2 separate regions of the Mus musculus genome follow, and region 2 is linked to region 1. The links are chromatin contacts, called in public promoter capture Hi-C maps. All regions are on one chromosome and are shown on one strand. The core of a region is the stretch at or near the end of the contact, and the rest is flanking DNA. Distances in the headings are between cores, read along the strand shown.

Evidence for each region. Promoter capture Hi-C pulls out the DNA fragments that hold promoters and counts their contacts.
Region 2: a contact with region 1 is called in a promoter capture Hi-C map of hippocampal neurons, with 2.8 times the contacts expected there. The contact joins two enhancer-like sites. A contact is called at or near these places in 1 of 39 promoter capture datasets (hippocampal neurons) and 2 of 115 datasets of contacts at active chromatin or transcription factors (bone marrow-derived macrophages and embryonic basal ganglia).

Annotation. Positions count from the first base shown.
Region 1 is chr8:34,288,518-34,293,162 of GRCm38.p6, forward strand. No RefSeq gene overlaps it. Among named protein-coding and RNA genes, the nearest start is that of Gm29243, 74 kb to the left of the region's middle. Within about 2 kb of position 2,289, at least 2 of the 459 cell types and tissues checked have an H3K27ac peak or open chromatin away from gene starts, as enhancers often do. A contact at or near this core is called in hippocampal neurons, where this site is marked.
Region 2 is chr8:34,684,366-34,689,010 of GRCm38.p6, forward strand. It overlaps Gm46069 (a long non-coding RNA gene), which reads right to left. Exons shown (of 2, transcript XR_001778750.2): 2 at 4,314-4,423. Among named protein-coding and RNA genes, the nearest start is that of Gm46069, 3.3 kb to the right of the region's middle. Within about 2 kb of position 1,971, at least 8 of the 459 cell types and tissues checked have an H3K27ac peak or open chromatin away from gene starts, as enhancers often do. A contact at or near this core is called in hippocampal neurons, where this site is marked.

The sequences.
Region 1 (4,645 bases), core at 1,039-3,538:
CAGCAACAGAGGGACCACCTGCTTTTAGTTTCTAAATTTGGCTTTTATCAATATATTGTCAATATACTTGTTACATATTATCAATAATTTGACAGTGTATTACCAATGTCTTAGTCAGGGTTTCTATTCCTGCACAAACATCATGATCAAGAAGCAAGTTGGGGAGGAAAGGGTTTATTCAGCTTACACTTCCCACATTGCTGTTCATCACTAAAGGAAGTCAGGACTGGAACTCAAGCAGGTCAGGGAGCAGGAGCTGATGCAGAGGCCATGGAGGGATGTTCTTTACTGGCTTGCTTTCCCTGGCTTCTTGCTCAGCCTGCTCTCTTATAGAACCAAGACTACCAGCCCAGAGATGGTCCCACCCACAAGGGGCCTTTCCTCCTTGATCACTAATTGAGAAAATGCCTTACAATTGGATCTCATGGAAGCATTTCCTCAACTGAAGCTCCTTTCTCTGTGATAACGCCAGCTGTGTCAAGTTGACACAAAACTAGCCAGTACACAATATATTTGTTTTTGTTTGACATTTCATTTTCTTTCAGGCACTATTTCAGCATAGAATAGAGAAGAAAAGAGAGAGAAGGAAAGAACTAGAGAGAACAAATGAGAGATATAGATAGATAGACAGATTGATTGATTGATTGATTTGGACCTATGCATTCTTCAGCCACTGAACAACAAGAAGTTGCTTAATGATTTTTTTTTCTGTCCCTCGTTCAGAGGTGTCCTTGCACAGGGACTCCAGAGACTGGAATGGTGAGGCCTTTGTGGGTGCTGACACTGCTGGCTCAGAAACAAGAGCAGGTTTTGGGCAAAGGCCGAGAGGCTAATGATCTAATAATATTACATATCCCAGGTGAATGACATGGAGCCAACTGTCAGACTTCCTGGCGTCTCCAGTGTAAGATACTATCTTTGTGTGGTACTGTCATTCACCAAGGCTCTTCTCATTATACAAATCCACCATTACCATTTTTCTTTCTGCTCTCAAAATATTGTCAGTGACTAGGTCTTTGTCGACAACCTTCTGATGTCAACTCATCTCTCAGGGGAGGAGTCAGAAGAACTCTTAACGTGGTGACACAGGCAAGGAAACATCTAATGCAGGGACAAACAGCTGAATTCATGACAGACACATATAAGAACATATTCCAATGTTCTTTTTGTGGATTGCATCAAGGCCGTGCTATGTGCTTGTAAATGAGTGGGTAATGAGATGCTTTGATAGGAAGCAGGGCAGTAAGAGACATTGGCATTGACTCAGGCTGGGGCAAAAGAGCAAGAACAAGGATAGAAACATATATCATATATGCGATCAGTATTTCTAAAAAGTTAAGAATTCCTAAAGTAGGAAAATAATGAAGATGCATTCAGTTGATCGATGTCGGCACACTTGCGAGGTAAACTGAGGCTTGACTCAGTCAGCTGCACAGACCATGAGGTCATCATGAGGCAGCCGGATGGTGGAGGCTGAGGGCATGAGGCAGCCAGATAGTGGAGGCTGAGGGAGATGGTGAACATGGCGGCGAACTGCCTAGCCTTGATACAGCGATCACTTGCTTTCCATGCGCCATCGAGGTTTTGGTTGTACTCAGAGTGTTTTCCTGGTGTGAGTAACTGCCTCACCCGGGAAAGCTTTGATTCCTGTTTCCTTGCACCAAATAAATCCCAGAAGGATCAAATGTTTCAATGTAAAAAAATGTGGATCTATAAAAGCATGAGAGCAAAACTCTCAGGAACTAAGAAAAATCTTAGAACCAGGTACAGCTCTGTAGAGCACAGAGTGAGAATTAGAACAGTAAAGGGAAGGAGAGCAGGTTTGCTTACAGCCAAAAAAAAAAAAAAAAAAAAAAAAATGCTTGAAACCAGAGGTAAGATGGTCCGGGAAGAAAATATGGCAACATTTGTAACAAGGCCAGGTAAAGAGGGGACAGAGAGGGAGGCCACTTAAAGAAAGGACAGAGAAGGAGGCCATGTATAGAAAGCATGTTTTGTTCATAAACAAGGATCATGCTCACTGATAGTTAAAGAAAATTCAGGGACTCACTTATTTTGACTCCCATGGGATTGGCAAAGATTAAAATTTGATGATTTCTACCCCCTCCCACCCCCCATCCCCGGTCCACATTTGGCTAAGATCCTTACCAATACCCTGTGCACTGTTTCTCCTGGGAGGACACAAAGGCATGAGCATTTAAAATTAATTTGGCAAAGTATGGCACAACACAATTAATGTTGTAACGATTTAAAATGTTCGATTCTTTGACTCACCATTTCTGCTTTTCTAAATTTATTTTGTAGACAAATGTGCACACATTTCCAAAGCCAGATGTACAGGCTGTTCCCGGCTGCTTCCTAATAGCAAGAAGAACAATAAGGAGACATTACAGAAGCCTAAATGTCCACCCACAGGAAGCATTTATCAAGGAATGTTAGTATACATGCATACATACACACACACACACACACACACACACACACACACACACACACACACACGGAGAGGGAGGGAGGGAGGGAGGAAGGGAGGGAGAGAGAGAGAGAGAGAGAGAGAGAGGTTCACATACTAAACTAGAAAACAAGTTGCAACATAGTAAGTATTTGTGTTAGATTGAGGTCCATGATATTTGAAGTAGACTCTTCAGTAATTACTCTGTTGGTACAATAGGTTGTAGGTTGAGACAGATAGATTACTGCATTTATAGACTTTTAACATTAGAGAATGAAATTAATAATTTATAGACTTTTAACATTAGAGAATGAAATTAATAAACTATTTTAAGAGACATCCATATGTATATGTATATGTATATGTATATGTATATGTATATGTATATGTATATGTATATGTATATGTATATGTATATGTATATGTATATGTATATGTATATGTATATGTATATGATATATATGTATATGATATATATGTATATGATGTATATGTATATTCTTCTTTAGTCAACTTGATACAAGCTAGTGTTATCAAGGAGGAGGAACCTCAGTGAGGAAATGCCTCTATGAAGTTGCCTATAGGCAAGTCTGCAGGGGATTTTTTTTTTTTTAATTAGTAATTGATGTGGGAGGCTGCAGATCACTGTGGATGGTGGCGCCCCGGATGGGTAGTCCTAGGGCATGTAAGAAGCCAAACCAAACTCGCCTAGGATGAGCAAGCCTAAGCAGTAAGCAACCAGTAAGGAACATTTCTTCTGGCTTTTGCTTCACTTCCTGCCTGCTGGTCCTACCCTGACTTCCCTTCAGGAAGACTACAGCTGTAAAATGAAATAAACCCATTCCTCCCCAAGTTGCTTTTGATCATGATCTCTTGTTTGTTTTTGTTCTTTTTGGGACAGGGTTTCCCTGTGTAGCCCTGGCTGTTCTGAAACTTGTTCTGCAGATCAGGCTGACCTGGAATTCCGAGATCTGCCTGCCTCTGCCTTCTGAGTGTTGGGATCAAAGGCGTGCGCCCAGTATTGATCATGACCTTTACCATAGCCATGGAAATCTAAGATAACCTAACCTACCATGAAAAAAAGAGAGAATTTTTTGCCCCATGTATTAGATACCCCCATTTGTATGAGGTGGAGAAATTGAGGGGTACTATACATAAAGGTAAGGCTGCTGGCGTTGGGAACGTCCTTAGTTCTACCTTTGACAGGGTCTCACCATGTAGCCCAGACTGGCTTTGAACTTTCAATACTCCTGCATCAGTCAGCCTTCCCAAGGGCAGGGATTATAAGTGTACATCACCACATATTGGTCACCTTTTCTGTTGATCTTGCTTTGGGGAGAGGAAATGGTGTCTTTGTTTGCTACCATTTGGGCTTTGGTAAAATCCTAACTCTATTTATAAGCTGTGTCATCCAGAAATATTTTCTAACCTTTTGGGGCTTGTAATAAGGAAACAAATAACTGAGGCCACTCAAAAAGTGCATATAAACAGATAGAAAAAAAGACAGCCATTCCACTGTATCTCAAAGGCAGTGGGCCATAACGGAACCACTGGTAAAATAGAACTAGAGGCCCAATGTTATCAAGCCAGGTACTCTGTTTTTTGTTTTTTGTTTTTTAAAGATTTATTTATTTATTTAATGTATGTAAATACACTGTTCCTGTCTTCAGACAAACCAGAAGAGGGCATCGGATCCCATTACAGATGGTTGTGAGCCACTATGTGGTTGCTGGGAATTGAACTCAGGACCTCTGGAAGAGCAGTCAGTGCTCTTAACCACTGAGCCATTTCTCTGGCCCAGCCAGGTATTCTGTATAGTATGTTACTAAATGCTCTCCTTTGGGCTCTCTTGCTGCCTACCCTCAGCCCTATGCATTGTGGGAAGACAGACAAGCAAGCAAACAGTGTGGAAAACAGCTAGCCATCTTGCATCTCTCCTCAGTTTGTCTTTCTGTGACTTTCTAGACAAAGTTTTGTTTTTTTTTTCTTCTGAACTCAGGGGTTTTGACTTGACTGTGTCAACATTGAGCAGCAGCCTCTGAGCCTCTGTATAGCCTCCACACTCAGAGAATGTTGGTCGGCCAGAAGGCTCTACACAACTTGGAGACGTGGGATCACAAGAGAACTTTAGGGTTAAGCTTCTAGAGAAAAGATTAATGCTGAAGGATGGCATCAGGAAGGTTGTGGATAAAG
Region 2 (4,645 bases), core at 721-3,220, 400 kb after region 1:
AAACAAAGCAGCACATGGGCATGACCCTCTGTGAGGTAGCCAGGGCCCAGAGCCGGGATGGAACCTGTAAGTCCTGTTTCCTCATGTTATCTGGCCATCACCCACTGCTGAGACTTTGCCTTTAGACCCTCACTCTAGGATGTCATAGCCATGTCTGTAGACAGGGACAGCAAAGGGCTCCTGCATCGTGGGTTTCCCGAGTGCTTCCTCACTGCAAACCACACCGTTCCCTTTGCTCTGTGGCATTCCAGCCCAAACAGCTTCAAGTCTTCCTTTTCCTAAAATGCATTTTCCTAATGTCCTTCCCTCCTTCCCTAATACTTAAACACTCCTGTTCTCAGTCACAGCAGCCCAAACCACTGGTCACGCAGCCATCAGGAAAAGCCCCCAATTATTCATGCCCTGTCTTTCTTCTTGTTCGTTCAAGTACATTTTTAATTTTTTTTCATCCAAAGTGTTCTCATGGGAAGGTTCTTTTACCCCAGACACCCACCCACTCCCCTCCTACCCTTCCCCATCTGGTCAACTCCTCTCATCATCGAAAACTGCCATCTGTCAAAACGGCTGTGTTATAAGTAATACACAAATCACTGTGGGGCGCTGAGATACTTGACTAATACCAGGTAGCAGCTTCTCCTGAATAAAATGGAAAGAAATGGCCTAACGTTACACTTCAGGAATGTAAATTCAACGGAAATGGGAAAATGCTAATTGCCAGTGGAGAAGGTTTCTTCTTCCCCAAAGGAAGCTACATACTGTCTGTCAAAGAAAAAGAACAGGTCTCCTTGAGCCTCTCAGCCTTCCCAGTTCCCTAGGTGCCCAGGTGCGCAACACCTCCAGTGTGAGGGTTTGAAAGGTGAACCGCTGTCTTTACAGGTGTGCTGGAGAAAGCCCTGGGTTCAGGAGAGCAATTAGAAGGAATGGTGGAGCAGAGCCAAGGCCAGATGAAGAGAGAGCTGCTGGCTCCCCTGTAGAAGCACATGGGTAAGGGCGGAAAGCATCCTTAAGAGCAGGGGAGAGGAGAGACAGCGGGTGGTCTAATGATGCCTCGGCATGCAGAGCGGAGGATACAGTTTTTTCAAAGAAGCTCACTTTGGTTAAACTGAAGGTATTTTATACTTTTTGCTTGAAAAGACTGTGGCACTTGGTACTGTTCCCAAGGGTAAAACTCTCTTGGTCCCAACTTTAAAGGCTTGGGGGAGGAATCAGTGGGAAAATTGGGCAAAAAAAGAAAGACAGGGGTTAGGGGGAGCAAACAAATAGTACCTCAAAACAGAACTAGTAGGGGTATAAGACCTTTACGAGCTCTGAAGCACCCAACTACGTGGAAGATCTTCCCTATGCCAAGAAGGAAAGAACATCACTCATTAGCAGCTTAGCAACTGGGATGTTGGAGGTATGACTTAGAGCTCCAAAAAGGGCAATCCTGAAAGAATTACATGTCCATGTGACAGTTGTGGAAATGAAGACATCACAGCCAAGAAAGCAGGGTAGTAGAGCCAGGTCAAAACTCATCTCTACTCCAAAGCCTGTGTTCTACCAAACCCTGGTATTGCTGAAGCCATTTTTCCATGATTCATGGTTAGGAAACTCAGACGTTTCAGCATTCTAAATCCTCAGAGTAAACCGCTCAGAGGCCAGCCCAAATGGAGGGGACTCTTCACCAGTTGCATTGAAGGTTTCTGACGGGACTTGTAAACGATAACCACTGTTAGCAGTCCGGGCTACACATCCCAAAAGGATGACCCTTCTCGACACCGCCCAGACTGATCTGAAACCCCTGGGCTGCAAAGATCCTTCTTGCTCAGCCTGCCTAACATCCATGTCCACAGGCAGCCTGGGCCAGTGCACTGACCTCCTGGGATGATCTAATTCTTCAACTAAACGCCCTACTCCCTCCTGGGTCTTCTGTTCCCTAGGTCTCAGAAACCTGTACTTCTAAACCTTGCTCAGCTGATTCTTGATCTGCTACCAGAGCTGGTACCCACACAGACATGAGATAAAAACAGACTTCAGATTTCCTTTCTGCTCTGTCACTTGCGAACGCAATCACAATGCAATCAAACAGAGCCACAAATCCCCCATCCAGAAACACTTCCAAAGCAACACAAAGCAATCACGGAATAGTTTGCTAAAATGAAGGCCAACGCTAAGCATAAACTGGGGCAGGAAAACCGCCAGATGTGAATATATTAAGCTTTATTTTAGGGGATCGCAATTGGAAATTGTTTTAACCATAGTGTGTGGGCGTTGTGAGGTGACAGATGGCGAACAACAAGCGAGTGGCATTGAAGAGGAAAGTGCTGGGTTTAGCAGGTCTACCTTAATCCAGCCCTACCTCTCTCTGGCCACTGTTGTGGGGAGCAGTGTATTGTTTCCTTGGTTCGCCTGCTCTCTGGCTACACCAGATTCACTCTCATTTTAATCCAGGCTTGATCCTTTAAAACAAATCAGGTCTCAGATGTTACTATTTCGAACTGTAACAGTAATATCTCAAATGTATCCTGCATCTGCCCCTCCACCCCCCACCTACAGAAACTCATCAGCACCCCTGTCACCAGTCTTGGAAAAGCCCTGAGGGTTTATTTTCATTTTGTAGTACAGGGGATGGGTCCTAGCATCCAACAAGTTAAGCACGTGTTTGATCTCATGCCTGACCCATCACTGAGTTTTAAGCCTACTTTCACAGATTCTTTGAGGAGTGCAGAAACCTTGTCCATAGCAATAAACTGATCTATACCCTATACGTGGCTCATATGGTCTTTCTTTATGGGAACTCCAGACAGCGTTTCAATGGCAGCAATCTGCAAAATGGACCACAGCATCTTCTTGCAACTAAGTCTAAACTCTGGGCTCCCCAGAGTCAATTCTACAGGACTTTAAAAAAAAGATTTATTTATTTTATTTATATGAGTACACTGTAGCTGTCCTTAGACCCACCAGAAGGCATCAGATCCCTTAACTGCTGAGCCATCTCTCCAGCCCCTAAAGGACTTTTGATGTCCTTCTGCTGGGTTGCTCAAACTGTGAGATAGCTAGCTGACTCGTACCTTGAATCCCCACCCTTGAATGAACAGGCAAGAGGATTTTGAGGCCAACCTGGGCTACACAGGACCTTGTTTTAAAGGTCAAAGCAAACATTTGAGATACACAATTTGGGACGCAGGAAAGCATCCAATCCTATGATCAAGATTTGACTGTAAGCATGGAGGGTCATGCACACTCCAGTGATGCGATTCTTAAGCATTCCTGGTATATTCTCGGACAGCACATACCTACTATATTTATAGAGCTGGGCTGTCCATTTAGCTTCCTGGGCCAAAGCTAAGATGAAAACATTACTGTCTGCCAATCATTGTTCAAACACTTCCCTTGCCCTTACCAGGTCAATCAGATTCAACCAACATGAGCATCCTCACTCTATTTGCCTACAAAGTGTGCCCATTTTCTCCTTATCCTGTAGTAAGCATGACTGAGCATCTCCATGGAGTATCGCGTAAACCTGTGAACCAACCCTGTCAGTGGTTGCTGATACTCCCTAATCTAGGCACACCTACCTTCTACCACCTTGCCTGGAGCATCTCTTGTCTCCCAGGAGTCTAAGAGTGCATTTAATTCTGAGGTACCGTCGTGAACCATGAACCTGTCACCTGGGTGGTGCTGCCTACAGATGGCTTCATTTGAAACCTTTAAACCCAGCACTCAGGAGGCAGAGGCAGGCGGATTTCTGAGTTCGAGGCCAGCCTGTTCTACAAAGTGAGCTCCAGGACAGCCAGGGCTATACAGAGAAACCCTGTCTCGAAAAAACAAAAACAAAAACAAAAACAAAAAACAAACAAACAAAAAAAAAAACAGGAGACCCTGTTTCAGAAAGGGAAAAAAATATCGAAGACTATGGGAACACTGAGTTCAAACCCTGGCACTGCGAAAATTACAAAGGGCATCACTGAAGAGCCATGAGTGCTCACCACCCTACTCCTGAAGCAGGGAGCACAGAATATTCTCTCTATATGTGAAGCCAGATGTTTTTCAGTGACCTACCTAGGCAGCGATCCCTAACATAGAAAAACGAGCGACGAGCCTCTAGCGTGTTATTTAAAATGCTGCGGTTTGGGCCAAATTGAAAACTATCTGAGGGAGGCAACACTGAAATGGCTTAGCAGGTACAGGCACGTGTCATCTAGCCTGATGAGCCGATGCCCAGGACCCGCATAGAAGAACTGACTGAAGCCGTCCCCCTTCCCAGATCTCCTCCACATGCCTACCCTGGCAAAGGCATGCCCGCACACATGCACACATACAAAACAAACACATTAAAAGATAATTTAAATTTTAGAAGCGTATCTGAGACCAGTCTTCAGCTACTGCTTTGCCAGGACAGCCAAGTAGTGTTCCTCAAAGATGAGTAGCAGGGTTCTGTCACCTAAGAAAAGCGACAAACGCATTAGTCATCCCAATGAATTTGACTGCTTCCAATGCAGCTGCTGTGGGTGTTCAGGTCACGTCCTCAGACGCAACAATAAAATCAGTCCCGGCTGGGAACCTATCCCTGAGCGCTATTGCAACGGTATCTCCATAGTAACCCTTTATCCAGACCTGCATTGGCTTCCCAGAGATGCTTTCTAAACGGCCATACAATTTAAGC